4 separate regions of the Mus musculus genome follow, and all the other regions are linked to region 2. A link is a contact called in public Hi-C, HiChIP or PLAC-seq and promoter capture Hi-C data. All regions are on one chromosome and are shown on one strand. The core of a region is the stretch at or near the end of the contact, and the rest is flanking DNA. Distances in the headings are between cores, read along the strand shown. Region 1 overlaps Dcdc5 (doublecortin domain containing 5). Region 2 holds the start of Dnajc24 (DnaJ heat shock protein family (Hsp40) member C24). Region 3 overlaps 4930527A07Rik (RIKEN cDNA 4930527A07 gene). Region 4 overlaps Pax6 (paired box 6).

Region 1 (5,173 bases), core at 1,064-3,563, 310 kb after region 2:
TAACCTTCATCCTCTCTCAAGTGCTGTCACCTCTTATAAGACAGAATCTCACTGGTGTGGAGCTCAAAAATTAGGCTAGAACCTAAGATCTTCCTGTATGCTTCCCTGGCACTGAATTATAAGCAGTGTCATAAATTGGGCTGTTTTAATAAGTTTGGGGAGTCAAACTCTGATCTTTATGCTTAAAAGACAAATGCTTTACTGTCTGAGCCATTCTTCCATTCCTCTCGGGCTGGGTTTTAAACATAGTTTCTTAGTAATTTATTTATTCAATACATATTCAATGCATATGTAAGAAGTTTAGCAATTCTCCCTTCTGACACCTGAGGACTAACTTCCCATTATCTTTTCATTAACCTTTCAACTCCCTGGAGGGAAGCGGTAAGCCATTGGTTAGGTCGCTGCAGAACTGTGTGACCATGGTGCATGCACTTACTGCTCCCCTGTCCCTGGGACTTCTTCCATTGGTCCATTCCCTTTGGCAAATTGGGGCTACTCAAGACTAGGAACTGCCTAGTTCCCTGAGCCTTTGCATTATTAATCCAGATGCTAAACACGTGTTGGATGATGATTGCTAGAACCAACTTTAGACAAAGGATCCTTGTTGCTTCATTATGTATGAAGATTTCCTATTAATATTTATTCTTCCTTGTCCCCTCAGAGCTTTGTGACTCCATCTTTTCTCCTCCTTAGAAAGTTTTTGATTGACATGGGACCACTACTGTGGCCTTCTTTCTTTCTTGATTTCTCCTTATTTATTTTTTCCATCTATTTTCTGGGATCCTTGGCTGACAGAGAACCCAAAAGACAACATGATATCTACAGACTTTCAAAGATATCTAGAGAAATACGTCTCAATACAAGGTACTTAAAAAAAAAACACTACTCTCTTTTTCATGCCCACCAAGCTCTTTAGACATATCCTGAGCAGTGATGGTTAAAATCCACTCCATCCATGAAACCCAGACACTATTGCATATGCCAGCAAGATTTTGCTGAAGGGACCCTGGTATAGCTGTCTTGTATGATGCTATGCCAGTGCCTGGCAAATACAGAAGTGGATGCTCACAGTCATCTATAAGTTGGAACACAGGGCCCCCAATGGAGAAGCTAGAGAAAGCACCCAAGGAGCTTAAGGGGTCTGCAACCCTATAGGTAGAACAACAATATGAACTAACCAGTATCCCCAGAGCTGTGTCTCTAGCTGCATATGTAGCAGAAAATGGCCTAGTTGGCCATCACTGGGAAGAGAGGCCCCTTGGTATTGCAAACTTTATAAGGGGAATGCCAGGACCAAGAAACCAAGAAGTGGGAGTAGGTAGGTGGGTAGGGGAGCAGGGCAGGGGGAGGGGATGGAGAACTTTTGGGATAGCATTTGAAATGTATATAAAGAAAATATCTAATGAAAGAAAGAAAGAAAGAAAGAAAGAAAGAAAGAAAGAAAGAAAGAAAGAAAGAAAGGAAGGAAGGAAGGAAGGAAGGAAGGAAGGAAGGAAGGAAATATCCACTCCATAATTCACTGGGTATGCAAATAGAAACATCTTGGAATAATCTCCAACCCCAGACTTCAGACCTCAGGAAACTACTTTTAACTTCCTCCAGCTTCTTTGCTTGTAAGGAGCATATTTCTAGTTTCCTTCAAGGCATCTGCTATAATGACTTGTTGGATGTCATTTTTTCCTATATTTTATCTTACATTGTGCTAGTTTTTGTTTTTAAACAAAATCTTTCCATGTACAAACTCTTAGCATCCTTTTGAAGTGCTGTAAGTTTAGGCTATAAAAATGTTTCAGTGGGTAGCAGACTTGCAGCAGGAGCCTGAAGTCTTGAGTTCAGATTCTAGCACCTACATAAAAGATGGGTGTGGTCACACACCTATAACCTGAGAATGGTGGGGACAGGGAGACAAGAGGACTTCTAGGGCTTGCTGGCCAAGAGCCTAGCTCTAGGTCTGGTTGGAGACCCTGTCTCAAAAGAATAAAAGAGTGAAGGGACAGGCCAGTCAATGTCCTCCTTTTGCCTCAGTGGATGTGTACAGATGCATGCTCCCTGTATACACATAAACACGCATGCCACACAATTCACCACATTCCATTAATGCACATGCAAAATAAAGAAAATCATAAAAATAAGTAACTCTAACTTTCCTGAGGGTTGGACCACATCAAAATTCTTTACATTTCCTGTGATGTCTAGCCTAGGCACACAAAGAGACATATGGATCAATAGACATTATCATCTCCCTTACTTGCAGAAAATAAATATGGAAACTTCAGAGAGTTTATCTGCTAAATACATGACATACCAAAGCTATCCTTTGGGAAGCAGATGCTGCAACCTAGAGTCTCCTGGGAGTTCCAGCCTAAACAAGCACTCAGTAAAAGAGGTCTTATTTTATATTTTATTTTATTTTTCTTACAAAGCTTGCACTTGGTAGAGGCTTTCCATAGCTGCAAAGAGAACTTGCTTTTACACCAAGTATGAAACCCCTGAGTCCAGGAGATAATGATAGGGTTTTAGAGCGGAATATAGATTACTCCTATGGATCCAGAATCTAAATAGCCAGAAAACTCACCCAACTAGAAAAGCAACATAGAGCAGGTAAAAGACATTTTCACAAAACAAACTTCCAAGAGATGTTACGACTGGCTTGGTATCTATTTGTTTTTCCTAGATACATGCATGATGCTCATACCATGAGCCACATAAGCTCATAATAAGCCCACCTGAGCTCCCACTATATGACATAACCTTTTAAAAATCACCTCAATGATCTTTAATTAAATATAATATAAAGACAGATAAATTGTTGAAATAAGTATCATTTTCAGCATCATAATTGAAACAATCTCTCATTCCTACAAATTCCCAATGCCTTGAGGTTGATTATGACTATAGGCCTATTATTCTTGCCTCTTAATTGCTACTAAAATGCAGCTTCTGCTTAATCTAGTTGTCAAAGTAATGTCAAAGACAAAGCTAAGGTGGGTATGAAATAACATAGATCAAAACTTATATTTGTTATTTTATCCAAAAACTCCAAAATAAAATAGAACAATGTTTAATATGTAAAAGTTACTTAATCTCTAAGCTTTAGAATCACAGAACAATAAATGCTTCATTCTTCAGGATCCTGTTTCTGATTTATTAACATAAATTACTTTTTTATATTTAATAGTCAATACATTGTAAGGTAAATACTTAAAACACTTCCTACATTGTTCTGGTAAAAGACTGAAGAGTAATCTTCAAGTTTTCAGCTGTGCATCTAATCTTCTAAATCTTGGGTGGGGTTCAAGGTCAGCTTGTGTGTATTCTGTTGTTTTTCTGAATTATTTCTTTCTTATGTACACAACTTGAACCTTACAATTCTTCTTACCATTCAAATTAATGAGATTTTGGGGGCTATTATCAAATCTCATCAAAGTAGGACATTGTTACTATTGCTTCTACAATTTGTATGTTTATTTTTTTCTTCAGAGTTTGGGCACTTAATGTTGGTCTTATAAAATGAATTTTATCCAAGTCAGTGCATGAAATGTATTATTGCATTGTCTAGAATCATACTGTTCACTGTTTTCGAGGAATTGTGTACCTCAGCCTTAATTATAGACAAATCTATGTGGTCTAATCTAGCGGCTTAAACAATCTTAAAAATGGGAAAGCAATCAGTTAAGTAAAGAAATAGGTCTTTGTATCAAGCAAAAAGTTAACTGATTCCCTTAAGAGTCACGGCACTTGAATTCACATTTGACATGCACGTTTGTAAGCTGCCGCTGATTTGGGTTGGAGTTTGAATATCTATTATTTTTCTAAATCAGACTCAAATTATATATTGCATCATTTTATTACTATGTTCATTACACTGCTTGAGAAATGTTATTGTATCCCAAGAGAGTTTCAAGAGAAAATTCTTTCAACTAGGGTACATTCTGGTCTGTTTTAGTTTGTAACTAAATCCCAAGAGTGTCAAATAATACCTTCCTATCTTGATGCATACAGTCTCACACATATATCTAGAGTTGGCCACAATATCATAGCTTTACCAAAGACTCTGAAAACACCATGTAAAGTGTTACCACTTTCTGTGTCTTCATCAGATGCATTCAATAGGGCATTATGTTGGTGTTATGCCTAAAATGATCAGATTAGAATTAACAGAGTCAATATTGAACTGTATTTCTAAAAGAAGATACCATTCAACCAAAAATATTAAGGACTAACCTTATTTTCTGTTGCTTTTGGTTCAGACAAAACAGGAAGAATATTATAACTTCAGCCATGTTTTTATGGATGGAGAAGACAATCATCAAAGCATTTTAAGTAGAATTTTGTCAAAAATAGTTAAATAGTCCTCATAGAATGAGTTGCCATGTGGAGTTTATGCCTTACTGTATATTTTCAGCTTGGTTCTTCTACATCTCAGATATTTGTTTTAAATAATGCTTTTATTAGAAATGCAGTACCCTGCTTTACACTGAAGAAAAAGAATGGAAGCTGTTAAATAGGAGCTTTCCAGGCAAGGAAAAGCCTGTTGTGAGTTTTGTACAAGACACTGTCTCCACCTAGTGCTAGCTGTTGAGAATAAGGATCTGAGAACTTTCTAATGCTATGTTCTAATTTATGTTATGCACATGTACTGTCATTATAGCTGGGCTTGCTAGTGCCATTACAGCTAAGGGTCTGTCAGCGCTTCATTTATAATGCAGCATATTAAGAGGTCTATTGCTTTTACATAAAAGCTCATGCTGCGCTAGAACTCTGCAGTCTAATGGTGTCTGCTCTGTGTGAATGTTGAACAGTGTATGCTGAACTTGACCAGCTCATTTTAAAGACATCCTAATGAGTTGAAGTCACAGAGGCACTATAACCAGAACGATAAATCTGATTCTTTCTTGAAAAAATTTGAGAAATTGGCTAGGAAGTGGATTTTGTTGTTGTTAGATCCAAGCATGTATATAATATAAGTTCCTTACATATGTGAGGTTCGGGTTCTGTATTTGAGTCTTCACACCTGAAGATTAGATAATGCTTCTCAATGTTCTCTTCACTTGAGCAAAAGATGTGACATAAACAATTCAGGGAGCGGGAGATGGAAGCCGATTTCTGACTCACTTTCCAGAAGATAGTAGTCCACTCAGGCAGGGACAGCACAGTGTCAGGAGCAGGTCAC
Region 2 (5,462 bases), core at 1,331-3,830:
AAGACTAAATATATTACTTAAAATTTTAATATTACTGTAAAACAGGCACATGCATTCTGTTCATCAGCCAGAACATAAAAAGTATTATCATTCTAATATATAATCAGTGTAAAAAATTTTAATTTCTATGTTCTTAGTTTTACCAAATTATCAAAATCCAGAGAACAGTCTATATAACACATTACAACTTTTCTTTTTTTTTTTAATATTTTTTATTATTACGTATTTTCCTCAATTACATTTAGAATGCTATCCCAAAAGTCCCCCATACCCTCCCCCCCACTTCCCTACCTACCCATTCCCATTTTTTGGCCCTGGCATTCCCCTGTACTGGGGCATATAAAGTTTGCATGTCTAATGGGCCTCTCTTTCCAGTGATGGCCTACTAGGCCATCTTTTGATACATATGCAGCTAGAGTCAAGAGCTCCGGGGTACTGGTTAGTTCATAATGTTGTTGCACCTACAGGGTTGCAGATCTCTTTAGCTCCTTGGATACTTTCTCTAGCTCCTCCATTGGGGGCCCTGTGCTCTATCCAATAGCTGACTGTGAGCATCTACTTATGTGTTTGCTAGGCCCCGGCCTACAATTTTACACATAGAATATTACACATTTCAAGTGCTCACTAGTATGGTCGTGGACAGTGGATTTCAACACTTATTAAGTAAAAACGGTTTTAGAGACCCAACATGGATTATTTCAGTCAAAATTATCTGAGACGAATAGAGAAAAGTAATCCAGGTTCTGAGAGTGAGAGAGTCAGGGGATTCTAACTCAGTCACTACCATGCTATCCCACACCTAGTCAAAATCCTTTTCCTCTACTACAAAAATGTTCAAATGAACAAACAAATATCTAGATTCCTATTGATGGAAATGTTTTGAAGCTTAAATTTCTGGTCGCACTGAAAAACAAAAAAAACTGTTTTCCCCACCATGATTTCAAATCTGAAAAGACTTACCAGTAATATGAGTTTCTGATATTTTTGTTTTAGGTCTGACATATTTGCAGATGGGTCTGCACCCAGAATGCTGTACCAATCCTTTTTGAGTGTCTGCTCCAAAGCCATCAGCGTCCTTTGACCTAGAAGGGAGCCTTCTCTGATGACCTGCAGCAGAAATGTTACAGCAATTCATTACAACCAGAATAAAGAAATATTCCTCCTAGATTCCTTACTACTTGAGTAAATTGCAAGCCCAAGAAAGTCTATATTTCCATTTTAAATGTCCCATAAATGCCATGTACAAGGATACAAGGATATAAAGATACTGAAAACCTATTAAATATTTCATGGAATATGCATATCACCTAAATAAATTTACAATGTTATAAAAAGAAATTGATAATGAGCCTGGGTGATGGATAGGCTTCTAAGAAGCGCTGACACCATTGCATACACTAGCAAGACTTTGCTGAAAGGACCCTGATATAGCTGTCACACAGAAGTGGATGCTCACAGTCAGCTATTGGATGGATCACAGGGCCCCCAATGGAGGAGCTAGAGAAAGTACCCAAGGAGCTAAAGGGGTCTGCAACCCTATAGGTGAAACAACAATATGAACTAATCAGTACCCCCCGAAGCTCTTGTCTCTAGCTGCATATGTATCAGAAGATGGCCTAGTCGGCCATCAGTGGAAAGAGAGGGCCCATTGGTCTTGCAAACTTTGTACAGGGGAACGCTAGAGCCAAGAAGTGGGAGTGGGTGGGTAGGAGAGTGTGTGTGGGGGGGGAGAGGGGTATGGGGAACTTTGGGGATAGCATTGGAAATGTAAATGAAGAAAATACCTAATTAAAATTTTAAAAAGGTATTTCTTATCTAATGGCAAAACTGGCATACAGGTGCTCACTAAACACACAGGAGCTTAATAAGTATGTATGAAACGAACAGATAAAAGGAATGGAATACCAAAGAAATGTTAAGGACATACATAGTTCCTGAATTTCCCTGGTTCGCTTCTTTCTTCTAGAGTAAAAATAAAGACGCACAAAATGACAGCACCGCACGGGCTCGGGGAAAGGGGAGTCCTCTTGCTGGGGCAAAGATCCTCACAGCCCATAAAGACGTTGCTCCCGAAGCTATGCACTCCAGGATGCCACAGTCCTCCAGACTTTAGAAACCAACTCACCCTGAAGCAGCCGCAGCTTGGCGGACACGCGGCGTCCACAGGCAGGCGTCCGCCCCACCGAGGCTGTCCCTGCTGATGCCTTCCCCTGGCTCCACACAGCGTCAGACTTATGGCGCTTCACTTTGGAGCAGGAGTCCACTTGCTGCGGCAGCCGGACGGAAAGCGGAACCCACTTTCTTTTCCGCCGGAAGTTGGAGTACAGCGGGAGTACGTTTCCAGTCGCGCCCTAGTTGTTGGTGCACATTACTGAAAGGCCCCGCCTCCAGTCCAGACGCGGCCGCTATGGTAACGCGTCGGGATTTCTGAGGTTTTGTCAACAGTGAGAGGTACGCAGAGAAATGCCTTTCCTCAATTTGCTCTAATTCTTCCTTTGCCCCGACACCACGATTGTTGCATCCCTCTACATCTCCTAAGGTGCACCTTCATCCTAGGTTCCTCTTACTTTACCTTGAGCAACTCCGGTCCTATTTGTTTATACTGGGGACGGGCAGTTGGTGATAAGGATGAGGATGGCTAACAAATTATGCCTAATAATTTCCGTTAAACCTGAACAACTGACTTAAAATATTTTTTAACTGCAAATCCTTTCCCATTTTCTATCTCTTTGTCGCTTTCGCTTCATCCCAGTGAGACAGCTGCGGAAGATGTTGCTAGAACTATTTTGTAGATGAGGAAACAAATCAAGGACAAAGGCCGGGTATATAATTATCCAGGTGTAGAAACAGCGTTCTTAACAGAATGAACTGTGCTGTTGTGTTCTGTCTCTCTCTCTCTCTCTCTCTCTCTCTCTCTCTCTCTCTCTCCCCCCCCCCCCCCCATTGTATCTGGAGATGAGAATCATCTTAGTTTTGAGACCTTAATATGATCTCCCTTGGCAATACAAAGTAGTTTTGGTGTTGCTACTTTCTTAGATGTACTTTCCCTTTTGTCTTATTTCTTCCAAATATCAATTCAAGAAGCACCAAAGATAAAATTAGGTAGGAAATATTCTAATAGGATAAATTATTTACTGTAATGAGCATTGCATGACGTAAGGAAAAACTGCAGAATGATACAGTTGACTTTAAAATCTAAATATAAAAGCACAGATTGGGTTCTCCAATGGATAGATTTTGTCATGTTTAAAGCAAAGACCATTATACAGTGGCAGGATCTAGCTTCATTCCTGGGCTTAGAAAACTATGTGTGTGAGCCTACCAAAATGCATAGTGAGTATTGTGAATCTCTCCCTGTACAATATTATAAGAAAGCCCCCATATACCTTACCTAGCCCTCAAATAATCCTTCTTGACCCTTGTCTGTATACAGAAATATGTTCAAGAAGTCCAATTTTGAGAACAAAAGTTTTGATATACTATTCCATCAGGTTATTGTGTAATTTATTTTCTTTAGCCAGTTTGTTTGATGTTTTTTCATATGAACTCACAAATGCTTTTCATTCTCATCTCCAAGAATTCTAGCATTGTGCACTAAATGAGATGAACTTTTTGCTTTATCTCCAAGGTGTCCTTGGTCAACCTAAGCTGTCAATATTTAATTGATATCATCCAATAAATACATTCTCTTTAACTTTCTCTGTTTCAAAGATGTCTTATCGGTGGTTTGCTTGGGTATGTATTCAGACACTTGAAACATTGAGTCTGGTGGTTCTGTTTCTGAAAATATATTTGGTAAAACTCACTTCTTCACAAACAACTTATTGCTGTTGTTGTGTTTAGTTCATTGAAAAAAAAAACAGATGGCTTGTCTTATAATCCAAATAATTAACATTTGAATAAACTCCTCAAGATGGCTCTGACATGGATCACTAATCATTAATTTCCATTTTAGAACAACATCATTCAATAGAAATATAGCAAACCCCAAATTCAAGCTCTATGTGAGACTTTGAAAATATTATATTTGACATCCAGAATAGTTTCATTATAAAATGGAATAATGTAAATTAGCACCTCTCAGTCTGGACTACCTATTTTCAGTTTCAATAGCCTCATATCATTAATAGCTACAACATTGAGCAAAGCAGGTTTAGAGAATGAAGTCATAACTCTTTTCCAATTGCATTGATTTTTACTGTCCATGCATTTCTATGTGTGGGTATGCCACAGAATGTGCTAGAGGTCAGAGTACAACTTATGGGCATCAGCTTTCTCCTTCTACCATGTGGGACCTGAGGACTGAACTCAGCTTGTCAGAATTGGTAGCACTTGTTTTACGTTCTGAGTTATATCTGCCTCCTAAAGTCCTAGCATTTTATTCTGGCATTAATTTACCTTCTATAGTAGTTGAATCATTAGACAGTACTTCTTTCAACTTCTATGGCAAGTTGTATAAAATACTCATTTGTAATCTTCCAATTCCGTGATGTATTATTGTCTCTAGAGGTATGTATTGAAACTGTTTCCCCCGTGGAATTGCCAGCCTTCTGGAGGAAGAAACCTTTCTTATTTGACAAGCTAAGCACTGGAAGCTGACTTGCTTCACATTTCAAGTTTGAGTGATGGGTTTCTAATCTGGACAAGGTCATACTCCAGGGACAGAGACCCAAGGCCTAGTGGACTAGGGGATGAGAAGATTAAAAGGGTAGGAAATCTGATGTCAGGAGGTCTTGCACAAACTATGTCTTATACCAGTCAATCTTATTAAGAAGTACAGTATCTTATATATGGTTTTAAGGGAGATGGGACACACTTAGCAGAAAGCTATCATACAATAGGATGAAGTCAGCAGGAAGCTTAACAAACAATATTGCACAAAGGGGACAGGCTATCTCAAGTGAATCACAAGGACCTTGGGGCTGATAACCACCGCCTTTTTTCTGGGTGGGGTTAGTTGATTTCTCAGGAAAACCTCTGGTCCTCTAAGACCATGTCTCCATGTTATTACTGGCTCTGCCAAGCATATTCATGGTTTTAGACAAGGAAGGATCTTCCTTATCCACAATCAGGGCCTAAAGAAAGAGGTCCCAAGACCCTGGTTCCAAACCATTACTTGCTCTGCCAAGCATGTTCCTAGATTTAGTTCCTCCTCAGGCCTGGAGAAAACCTTGCATCAGCTTGGTTTCAACAAGCTTCTAAAATAGGTTTGTTTCTTACTAACTTATATTCAGAAGCAAACTTACCCATCACAAACATAAATATAAACCATTGGGTTGGAATGATGGTTCAGTGCTTAAGATGTAGCCTACTAAAGAAAACACTGTACTCATTTAGAGTACTTAGAAGAGGAATTTGTCGCAAATGAGGAATATCGAATGGCTGAGAAACACCTAAAGAAATGTTCAACATCAGGGAAATGCAAATCAAAACAACCCTGAGATTCTGCCTCACATCAGTCA
Region 3 (5,101 bases), core at 1,397-3,896, 490 kb before region 2:
CACTACTGTCACTTGTGAGTCCTTGATATATTTTGGTATTATGAAGAAAGAAGTCCATTTTAAAGAATAAAAAGTAACACATAAGATACAAGGGCTTAAATATAGAATATATAAAGAACTCTTGCAACGCAATAATGAAATGGCATTACATTTGGATGACATTCTAGAAAGACAATACATTAAGGACAAACCATTGGTCAGAAGATGCCCAAAGCTGAGGACGGGTAGGATATATATTCCAAAAAGACGCAAGCTGGCTTTTGGAGGTGATGGAAGAAAAGTCATATGTATCCTGTAGTTCTGGAGCTACATACATATCTGTCAAAACTTTTCAAATCCCATCCTTAGAAGGTGTGCATGTTCAGGCTGAGGGGAGGGCTCAGCTGGTAAAGGCACCTGCTGCCAAGCCTGATGACCTACCTGAGCCTGATCCCCAGGCTCCACAGGGTGGAAGGGGAGAACTGAGTCCTTGGACCTCGTAGCATACCATAGTATATACACGATTCCTGCCCTCTAAAGTGAAAATAAAGCTTAAAATAACACTGTGGATTTTGTTGCACGTGAATTAACAATCATGACGTAACAACGTCTTACAGAGATGTAGAGTTCTTGGCTAACATGTATGAAGCCCTACTTTCCACTCCAAGTCCGAAAGAAAGAGGAGAGGGAGGAAGGGAGAGATCTTGTAAAACTTCCTTAACTTGTTTCAATCATGTTCTGGGAAACTGAGGAGAGAACAATGTACCCATTTTCCAGGCAAGTTTCTCAGAAACACCTTTTTGATGCCGCAGAATGGGAATTCAGCGTGGATGAGGCTTACATCAGCGTGACCCACAGAGATACTCAGGAGGTTCCAGAGAAGGAGTCCCCGCTATAAGGAAGGAAGAGCCCAGGCTCACAAACTAACCAGGAAACAACTCCTCAGTTTATGGAGGGTTGAAACCTATATTCTGCCCTCCAATGTCAGACAGAGCTGCCTGTGAAAGCCTGCAGGATTGCAGGGATAGTGGGGTGGGGAGGGCTGTTCACAACTTAGCCTTAGGACATAGCTACAGAGTGACTCCCTGCAAGACTGTCCACTTGGCCCCTTGGCACCAGACCTGCAGCCTTTGTCTGACTGGGGAGCATGTTGGGAGTGTAGTAGCTTCAAGGATACAATAATAATGTGGGAGAGATCAGAAATGAGAGCAACGACCTCAGATATCCTAAAGGTGTTAGAAAGACAGGTTGCTGGGGTTGGTGAGATGGCTCAGCAGGTAAGAGCACTGACTCTTCTTCCAAAGGTCCTGAGTTCAAATCCCAGCAACCACATGGTGGCTCACAACCATGTGTAATGAGATTGGATGCCCTCTTCTGATGTGTAGAAGACAGCTACAGTGTACTAATGTATATTAATAAGTAAATCTGTCAGAGAGAGAGAGAGAGAGAGAGAGAGAGAGAGAGAGAGAGAGAGAGAGAATGCTTAGTCTAGGTGGGCTTGGATAAGACCCCAAGAGAGTATGGTGGCCAAACTCAAAGCTTCAGAGGAGAACAAAGCTTTCCTAACCATAATTTTGCATAACTGTAATTTTGCTACTGTTAAGGGTTGTAAATGTTTAATACACAAGATATCTGATGCACAAACCCTTTTGTGGTCATGATTCACATGTTGAGAACTGCTGGTCTTAAGTAAAGAGATTTAGATGCCTCCTCTCAGGTAAATCTAAGAAAAGGGAAAGGGCAGGAAGGAAAGAACAAACAGACCGAAGAACGAGAGAAAGCCCCCAGAATCCACCTCGTGTCTCCCTCCTCAATGCTGAAGCTACTCTGGACTTATAGGACATGAAGATAAAGGCACTGAGGTTTCGGTCTGTGTGGTGAGAGGAGGGTCAGGAGGTAAGGGCAGAAACAATGTATGTAGGCTCTGGAGTTAGACCACTAAACAGAAGCCACAGCAGATACTGTGGCAAAGACTTCAAACTATCACAGGTTGTAAAAATGGCTGGGGTCCATTTCAGTATCTCCCAGGCACATGAGATTCTGAGTGTCGGCTGGCCAAGGAGAGCAAGCTTAGCAGAGAGCTCTGAGAAACTCTGACAATACCCATGCTCCTCCCACCCTGCACCTCCCAACTCCCTTCTAGTATCATGGCCAAGAGGAAGGAGAGCGTGTGACATTCAATTCAGGAATGACCAGCCTGCCCCAGGAGCGGAGGTCTGTGATAGGTCTGGAGCTCTGGGGGAAGTTGTGGTGCTGCCTGATGCTGGCCAATGAGAACAAGTGTAACACTGGGGCTATTGGCTGCAGGGTGGCCCTCTGATAGGAGAGTTCAGAAAAAAAGGAAAGTGTCTTCCTAACTTGAGTAAGGAGGGATGGAGGTCAGGCAGTGGGACAGGAAATGGCTGAGAGTGGGTGGGACTTGCACTCAAGCTCCTGTCCTATTGAACAACAAGTGTGTAGCTCACAAGGAGAACGAATCCTATTTCTAGGGCCACGGAGCACACCTCCACACAGTCTACAGCCGCACAATTTCTGAGCGCGTTCATAAGGTCTGCTGGATAAAGTCACCAGAAAGGGTTGAGAAGAAAAGTAGAGGCCCAACGCACCCGCAGAGCACACCTTGTCTAGTTTCTTCTTTCTGCTCAGAGGCTGACACCGTGAAAGAGGTGGATTACCACGCCTGCCCCCAGATCATCCGAGCAACCCAGAGGCTGACACTGCCCAGAGCTCTCCATGGAAAGAGGGTGCTTTTTTTCTCTCTCTCTCTCTTTTCTTCTTCCTTCTCCTGTGGATTCACAGTCAAAAAAGGTGGGAGGGGCCGTGGTTCTGTGGAAACTCTCCTTACCTGCTCATCGACTCTGCGATTATTATCTCCTGCCTGGATGGGGATGGAAAGCAGGCATTTCCCTTGGAAAAAAAAATCACCTCTGTGCTCTCACTCAGCTTCTTAGGAAAGTGGCCACCTGGGTGTTGACAGTCTACTCAGTGGTGTGCTTAGACATAATCCTTCATTATAGGAACAAATCAAATATCTTGTTATTAGCCCAGAAACATGCCAGTGCATGCCTTGCTTCCATGGCCGTGTGCCGCTGAGGACTCAGGACCGTGGCTCCTCTGCCCTGGGGCCATGACTCATTATGTTCCCTCTAGAGACCTCTCATTCTGATTGGCAGCTCTGCAGTCCCTTAGCAGGAGCGAGATTCCATTTGGTTCCTGCTTTGCCTAGAGGGTTGACAGGCCAAGAGGGCACAGGGTTAATTCACTTGCCCCTCTTAGGTTCAAATCCCACTGCACACAGATATGGATTGGATGGATGCAATCAATTTAGCATTTTCACAGACAGAACCACATCCCACCAGCACCTCCTGGATTCACAGGACACATGCTTGGAGTTGGAAAGAATGGATGAGTCCCGGGGTCAGAGCAATAGAAACTGAATATCCCAAAGTCCATCAATGTTCCCAGATTAATGGACTTAAAGAAATAAATCAACCAAAAATAAAAATAAGTAAGTCTCCCAGGAGCTCTGTTACTCCTCAGGAGATATGAAAGATGTCATTCTACAGAACAAAGTGGCCTAAGCAATCCAATAACTCAGTGGCTTTGTGGGTCCAGCCCATCCAACTTCGATGTCATGTGACTGATGGCCCAGATTCTTTTATATGGTGAAAAGGGAGAAGCCGTCCCTTCTTTCAGCTTTAAACATAGTTAAGAGCTTACTGAATGTAGGGTGAACGGAAGTCTACACTGGGAGAAATGTTCAGGTCTCTCTGGTGTCACTTTATAAAAGCCAACTGATGCAGAGAGTGGCAAGGCGGGTTCCAGAGCCACATTGCCTGGTTTAAAGCCAGTCTCTTACTATAAATAGCTGGAGAAGTTTATCAGCATCTCAGTGCTCAGTGCCCCTGCAATAGAATGAAGGTTGATAGCATTGCCTACCTGCAAGACTGAGATTAAATGAGGGAATACATGCCACTGTAGAGCACATGATTGATTCTTGGGAGATGTGATAACATTAACCACCACTTAGGACAGTGACAATGTCAGAAATCAGGGCACATGAGGGACCCAGATGGGGATTAGTTGGCTTTAGTGTCCTTCAGTGCCCTACCTACCTCTTGATTCTGCTAATAGTCTCCTCTCTCTTCTCTTCTGTCTTCTCTCTCTCTGTTCTCTCTCTGTCTCTGTCTCTCTCTCTGTCTGTCTGTCTCTCTCTCCCTCCCTCCTCTACAGACTAGACGGCAGGAATAAAACCAGTTTAGAATAAAGAATGTTTCTAGATGATTCAGTATCTTCTCTGCCTTGGTTTTCTTCCAGGCACTCTGAGTGCTCCAGTGGCTCCCAAGGCCACTCTAAAGCTCAGGGGTCAAAAGCAAACCTTCTTAGATAATTCAACCCACAACACATCAGGAATGGACCCAGGGAGGACCAGAAAGCTCTTACAGCATACTGAAATATTTCTTAGGCTCTCCAGGCAGCTACAGTTTGCTTTTCTTCTGGAATTTCTCCATGACAGGAAGATTGCCCCAGACCTCACAAATGGAAACCCATGAGGGAACTTTCCTAGGTTGGTTTCCTGTCTCTGTGAAAACCACCATGATGAAAAGCAAGATGGTGAGAGGAGGACTTGTCTCATCTTACAATTTATGTGTACTAGCTCCTCACAGTGGAGTGGTAGGATCAGGAGGCCAGACTGAGATCCAGGGCTTTACCCAGACCAATCAGCTTCAGTCTGGTGACCACTCTATCATAGATCCAGCTTCCCTCAGGCTGCAGCAAATGCAACCCCCACTTTCCTGCTTGCCACGACGACGCTCATTGTATTCTGAGAATCAAGACACCTGTGGTGGATAGTGCTCTAAGAACGCCATGGCTTGGAAGAATGAGCAGGTACTACCAAGTCCATGCTGTGCCCATGCATCTCAGAGTGGTCCAAATGCTGAGGGCACACACTTGTAGAAGTTCTCAGTAATGTTTGGATAAGGCCCTGGACTCTTTCCTAGGTCATTCATGAACAATACCAAGTAGTAGCTCTTCACACTTTGCCCTATTGGACAACACAGTTCTTAAGAGACAGACGAGGGGTGCAAAGGGAGGCATTGTGAATCTCAGCTCTGCCACT
Region 4 (5,067 bases), core at 1,836-4,335, 310 kb before region 2:
AAGTGTTCCTTTCTGGTTTTCCCAGCACCGCTGCCGCTCTTGGTCAGTGCAGGCTTCTGATGTACAGGCCCGGGCTCCCTTGGGTGACACCTCGCCGCGGCTCAGGTGACCTCGAACCTGCAGCTTTGAGTTGGAGCTCAGAGTGCTCACAGGTCCAGGCATCTCCGGTGTCTATAAAGATCAGCTAGGAAAAGATATAACCAACCATGCAGGGCCTGAGGTTTGACTCCTCCATGCATTCCCAAAGAACACACCCCAGAGAAGCTAGAACCTCAACTGGTGACCATCCACTCTCCACCCCCAGCACTCTAAAGTTCTGCTAAGCCCTTCCCCGCCCACTTGATCGAAGGTGTCTCGGTCGTGGGCAATAGGCCCAGAAGCTCAGATCTAGGAGGGCTGAGTTCAGAAGCCCTCCACTCCTGTGCTCCCTGGCGTTTGGGGCTCAGGTTTGCATGGAGACCAGGGAATGAACACCCTCTTCCTGTCTCTGGGTGCCAAGACTAAAGTCCAGGGCAATAACTTCCGCTAGAGGAAGTGTTGCCTGCTTAGGGCACGTTTTCCTCCTGGAGAGCTGGACAACTAGAGACTAAAAGGGAAAGGCCTGGTGGTGACCGCTGAGGGCGAGAGGTGGCGCTAGTTCAGGGACTTTTAACTCAAGGCAGCTAGATACTAGAGTGTGCTGGGTCATACACTTCTTGAATGTCCCACCCACCCACCTTATTTACCCCCACCTAAGTGCATTTTCCCCCAGGCTCTCTGCTCCGCCTCCAGTGTGGGGAGGAAGAGTGGCTGGAAAGGAGAATCTTGGGCGTGGGGACTTCGGTCTGTGGTGTCAGCTATCCAGGCTTAAATTCCTGGGGATCTCTCTGGCCCTTTGGTGCTAAGAGGGTCTCCCTCCCTCCCTGGCCTCCTTTCCAGCCCAAGAGGCTGATCTGGGGTTGTAAAGAGTCCATTTCCAGAAGCATAAGGAGAGGTTAGGTCTCTGAGGGAGACAAATATGGTTTCCATCTGATCTACGCCACGCGGCGGTGAATAAAATCCTGACGACGTGGGCTGACAATAACGAGACGACTCTATTCCAGCCCCAATTCTCCAGCGATTTGGTGGTTTTAGGGATCACGAAGACACTTTTTCTCATCTCCTTCCCTCGCCCCAACCCCCATAATACCCAGGCCCTCTATAGGATTTAGTCAGCCTCCTTTCAACAGATGCTTCAATGTTTTGATCTGCGCTCCGGAGCTGAAAAGGTTCCGCAACCGCGTTGCTATCTTTTCTTGCTTGTTTTCCGCCTCACTGATTAAGACACTAAGAAACTAAGGAATGATTTTATTTCCCAGCGTCTTTTTTTTTTTCTTTTTTCTTTTCTGTTTCCCCGCCTCTCCCTCTCTCTTTCTCTCTCTCCTCTTCTTCTTCCAGGAAACAAATCCTATCCCCTGCGTCAGATGGTCCTGGGGCTGGGATAATGGGAGGCGCTTTCACTCTTCTCTGGGATTAGCCTGGGAGGTGCACGGCGCCCATTGAAGGTCCCTTCTTTGCGCCGCTAGGAGGGGACGCCTTTTAAAGGAGATATCTTAATTGTCTGCCACTTAAGTTTATCGTGTGGGGGAATTAGAAAGCTCTAACTTCTATTTTTAGTTTCTTAAAAGATTTAAGGGTGGAAGGTAAAGCCACCAAAGGCGGGGGTGGGGTTGGGGGGAGGGAGCAAAAAACCCTCCAGCTCTATCTAAGTGAGCACTCAGTCACCTGGCTGCAAACACTTGCTACTTTTAAAGTAGTGAACACATTTTCAGGGTTGCTTTCTGGGCTGGTTAAGAGGCGGCGGCAGCGGGCGGGCAGGCGGCGGTGAATCCCGTAGCGTTCTCTAACTCCACTTTTAAAAAGAAGCAGCAAAACGGGGTTTAAATGCCATTTTCCTGCTCCTCTAGACTTTTTTTTTTTTGTCCCTAAATATCATTTTTCAAGGTAGCGCAAATCCTAGGTTTATGTAACCAGCACATGCTAATCTATAAGTAGTGCCTGAGCGTGGAGGACTGTCAATATAACCCCCATGCTTTAAAATGAAGAGGATGTCCAAGAAGCAGATGAGAATAGAGAAACGCTATGTGCTGGCGTCTTCAGAGGGAGACCCCCAGCTTTGTTTAATTGACAAGATCTAACGTGCTAGAGAAGGGACAGGGCTTTTCTTTTGGGTGGAGGCATAAGTGACCAGGCAGGATTGTGTTTTCCAAAAGCAGTAACCGATGGACTTTTTTAGTAGTTCCAACGGGGTGGGGTGGGGTGGGGGACAAAAATGTATCCTCCTTCACCGAATCCGACAATAAAAGGGAAAAGGAACAGGCTCTCATCATTTTCCCCCCTGGGTGGGGGGACCACTTTGAAGAGTCCTCAAGAGACCTGGGGCAGCAAATTAGTACAGCCACTTGTGCCCCTACACGTGAGTTCGGCGCGTCTCCTTCGGCAGGCGACCCTCCCCTCCCCCATTCATCTGAAGTAGGGCAAGATGCCTGCGGCTTGTTTACCAATACACGCTCCCTCCTCCTTTTCCTTTTCGTGGTTTTCTCCCTTCTCCGTCGACTCTCCAGTCTCTTTTTCCTCAACATTTCCCCTCTGTCCCTTCTTATCCTTTTTGACCACCATCTCTTTGGAGCCCTCCATCTTTCTCTGCCCCTCCCCCACACCATCCTTCCTCTTTAGCTTCTCTCCTTTAGCCTCCCCTCAGCCCCAGCTCTGGTCCCCATCCACCCTCCCCACTTCCCTCCACCCCCTACCCTGGCCCCCCATCCACCCCCCCCACACCCCCCAGCCAAGCGCCCTAAATAGCACCGCGGCGCCCGCTCTCCGGACAGTGATTAATGATAGCAGTGCAGAGGGGTTAACACACTTCGCTGAAAAGTCTGTTGACTGAGCTTCTTGTAACACAATGTGGCCCGCTGCACGCCTCGAGAGAATCCTTTTGTTGTCCGTGCTTATTGTGGCCTCAAAATTCTGCCCACGAAAGTTTGCCAACGCTCCTGCCCCAGGAGTTTAATAGTTTCCCTTACTCGCGGGGCATTGTGTGGTGCTGAAAAGCAGCCCCTCGCTATTCAAGTGTTGGTGGTCATCTCAATAGATCTCCAAGGGCCCATATGGTGGCCAGTGCCGATGAATCCGCCTGTTTAAATGGGGGAGAAAGTTGGGGTTTTAAAACATTTCAAAGTTCCTGAAAAGATCCCACTAGATCCTGTCACAATTCCCTGAACGCTTTGAAGGCGCGGCCTATTGTCTCCTGGTTATAAATGATATTCCTGGCCAAGTCGATTCCCACAGAGGCCTGGCGCCCCCTCCCCCCAAACTAGCCAAGTTTCTAGGATCCGGAGAGAACAGTTCTTGTTGGTATCCCGTGGGGGCCACAGGCCTCAGGACCCAAGACAGCCTGCAGTGCCCTGGGAAGCCCAGCCAAGGCCTGAGTCCTTTCCTTCCCACAGGCTGCCGCCTTGCCCGAAAGGTGCACAGCAGAGCCGGTTAGCCCAAGTGCACAGCTCTTCACCAAGCGCAAAGGAAAACAATGAAACTTTCCCTGTTTAATGATAGAAATTACATTAAAAGTGGTGGAAATGCCCTAATTAAAAATGTACCACTTAAATGATATGCCAAGGACTCAGCTGCAGCTTAGCATATTTAGCTAGTTAGTGAACTCTCCGCCGTCTCTCTTTTAAAATTACACGTTAAAAATTTAAAAGAAATCTTACTTTTCTCTGGTGCAACACATTACAAAGAATGGACAGTCCTTTTATCTAAATATAAAATTCCATTTTCAGCAATTATAGCCTGTTCTTGGTGATGATATAATTACAGCTGTGCTCGTAATAGGTGTCAAGGCGAAACACACTCACACAATGGTTGAATAAAACTGCAGAACAATGCAAGCACTTCTAAATTCACAACCTTTAAAATGAAATTGACTGTGCAGAATTCAAATAAAAACTAGATAAATATTTTTTTAAAAAGATTACAAGCTTGGTTTGGTTTCTTAATAGCATTTTCTACAAACCTATCAACATCTAATTGATTAGATAGGAATTACTGATTATAGATCAGCTGAAATCGTGCACATCACTCTATTTTCCCAACACAGCCATAGGTAAATACTTTCTGTAGGGCAAGGGAACTGGATGTGGAGTCAGAGTCGGCAGGGAAAGATCATTTTGCCTGGAAACTTTTTGGCTTGCTTTGTCATTCAAAGAGACCTTGCGAGAGCACTGTCAGGTCTCATCTAAATGAAAACCAAGGAATGTGACTCAGGTAACTGGTGTCATTCAAAGAAGGCTACCATCTGACTAACTTAGGAAGGCTTTGTGGAGGCGCAGATTACCCAGTCCTCGGAGTTTCTAACTGTGCCGAGTCCCATTAGGAGCCCCCCCATGCCGTTCCGATTTCTCTTATTGTCCTATTCTTTTTGTTGCAGATGGCTGCCAGCAACAGGAAGGAGGGGGAGAGAACACCAACTCCATCAGTTCTAACGGAGAAGACTCGGATGAAGCTCAGATGCGACTTCAGCTGAAGCGGAAGCTGCAAAGAAATAGAACATCTTTTACCCAAGAGCAGATTGAGGCTCTGGAGAAAGGTGACTGGGAAATTTCCAAAGCAGAGAAACCTTAAATCAAAGGAAATGCCACAGCAAAAGCACAAAGGGCTAAATTTAGCTAGGGCTCTTTGCATAAAGGATGAAAAGCCCCCCCCCCCCACTTTTCAGTGTGTGTGTGTTTTTTTTTTTTTTGTGTGTGTGTGTGTGCGCGCATATGCATTTTCTCTCTTCTTTTCACACACCAGCAAACTGAAATATTACAATTCTGACAGACAAAGGAAATGATGACCTATCTGACTGTCTTAGGCCACAGATAAGGACAAACACTAAATGTCATTCCAAAGAAAACTTGCTCCTGGTGGGAAAGTTCTTGCTAGTACAGTCAGCACACTGTCAAGCTGTCTGATTGGCTGGATGAGATGGGAGTTGGGTGTTAAAAGCTAGGTTGATCCAGTGTCTGAACTATCTTGTGTTCTGGTATAATATATAAAATCAACTTACTC

What was found. Promoter capture Hi-C pulls out the DNA fragments that hold promoters and counts their contacts. A called contact is a pair of places that touch in the nucleus more often than the background predicts. HiChIP or PLAC-seq counts read pairs in DNA pulled down with a chosen protein or histone mark.
Region 1: a Hi-C map of olfactory sensory neurons shows a contact between it and region 2, with 2.2 times the contacts expected there. The contact joins the enhancer-like site here to the promoter of Dnajc24 in region 2. A contact is called at or near these places in 1 of 39 promoter capture datasets (hippocampal neurons) and 4 of 484 Hi-C or Micro-C datasets (cerebellar granule neurons, cerebellum, cortical neurons and 1 more).
Region 3: a contact with region 2 is called in a promoter capture Hi-C map of embryonic stem cells, with 4 times the contacts expected there. The contact joins the enhancer-like site here to the promoter of Dnajc24 in region 2. A contact is called at or near these places in 10 of 39 promoter capture datasets (embryonic stem cells, epiblast stem cells, hippocampal neurons and 3 more), 2 of 484 Hi-C or Micro-C datasets (embryonic stem cells and myocytes), 3 of 115 datasets of contacts at active chromatin or transcription factors (astrocytes, embryonic stem cells and neural tube) and 3 of 9 other capture datasets (adipose tissue, liver and pancreatic islet).
Region 4: an H3K4me3 HiChIP or PLAC-seq map of embryonic forebrain shows a contact between it and region 2, with 4 times the contacts expected there. The contact joins the enhancer-like site here to the promoter of Dnajc24 in region 2. A contact is called at or near these places in 11 of 39 promoter capture datasets (3T3-L1-derived adipocytes, the C10 cell line, the HPC-7 cell line and 6 more), 1 of 15 datasets of contacts at CTCF or cohesin (the NIH/3T3 cell line), 15 of 484 Hi-C or Micro-C datasets (B cells, LSK cells, Sertoli cells and 10 more), 8 of 115 datasets of contacts at active chromatin or transcription factors (bone marrow-derived macrophages, embryonic forebrain, embryonic hindbrain and 5 more) and 5 of 9 other capture datasets (adipose tissue, embryonic tail, embryonic trunk and 2 more).

What each region holds. Positions count from the first base shown.
Region 1 is chr2:106,314,313-106,319,485 of GRCm38.p6, forward strand. All of the region lies in intron 6 of Dcdc5 (doublecortin domain containing 5), which reads left to right. Among named protein-coding and RNA genes, the nearest start is that of Gm36036, 93 kb to the right of the region's middle. Within about 2 kb of position 2,314, at least 1 of the 459 cell types and tissues checked has an H3K27ac peak or open chromatin away from gene starts, as enhancers often do. A contact at or near this core is called in olfactory sensory neurons, where this site is marked.
Region 2 is chr2:106,000,969-106,006,430 of GRCm38.p6, forward strand. Dnajc24 (DnaJ heat shock protein family (Hsp40) member C24) reads right to left here and starts at 2,581. Exons shown (of 5, transcript NM_026992.3): 1 at 2,126-2,581; 2 at 961-1,107. The coding sequence starts at 1,068.
Region 3 is chr2:105,508,740-105,513,840 of GRCm38.p6, forward strand. All of the region lies in intron 1 of 4930527A07Rik (RIKEN cDNA 4930527A07 gene), which reads left to right. Among named protein-coding and RNA genes, the nearest start is that of 4930527A07Rik, 35 kb to the left of the region's middle. Within about 2 kb of position 2,647, at least 10 of the 459 cell types and tissues checked have an H3K27ac peak or open chromatin away from gene starts, as enhancers often do. A contact at or near this core is called in embryonic stem cells, where this site is marked.
Region 4 is chr2:105,687,121-105,692,187 of GRCm38.p6, forward strand. It overlaps Pax6 (paired box 6), which reads left to right. Exons shown (of 12, transcript NM_001310144.1): 7 at 4,445-4,603. Among named protein-coding and RNA genes, the nearest start is that of Pax6, 14 kb to the left of the region's middle. RefSeq lists enhancers at 1-8, 926-1,664, 2,807-3,307. Within about 2 kb of position 3,086, at least 21 of the 459 cell types and tissues checked have an H3K27ac peak or open chromatin away from gene starts, as enhancers often do. A contact at or near this core is called in cerebellum, embryonic forebrain and embryonic stem cells, where this site is marked.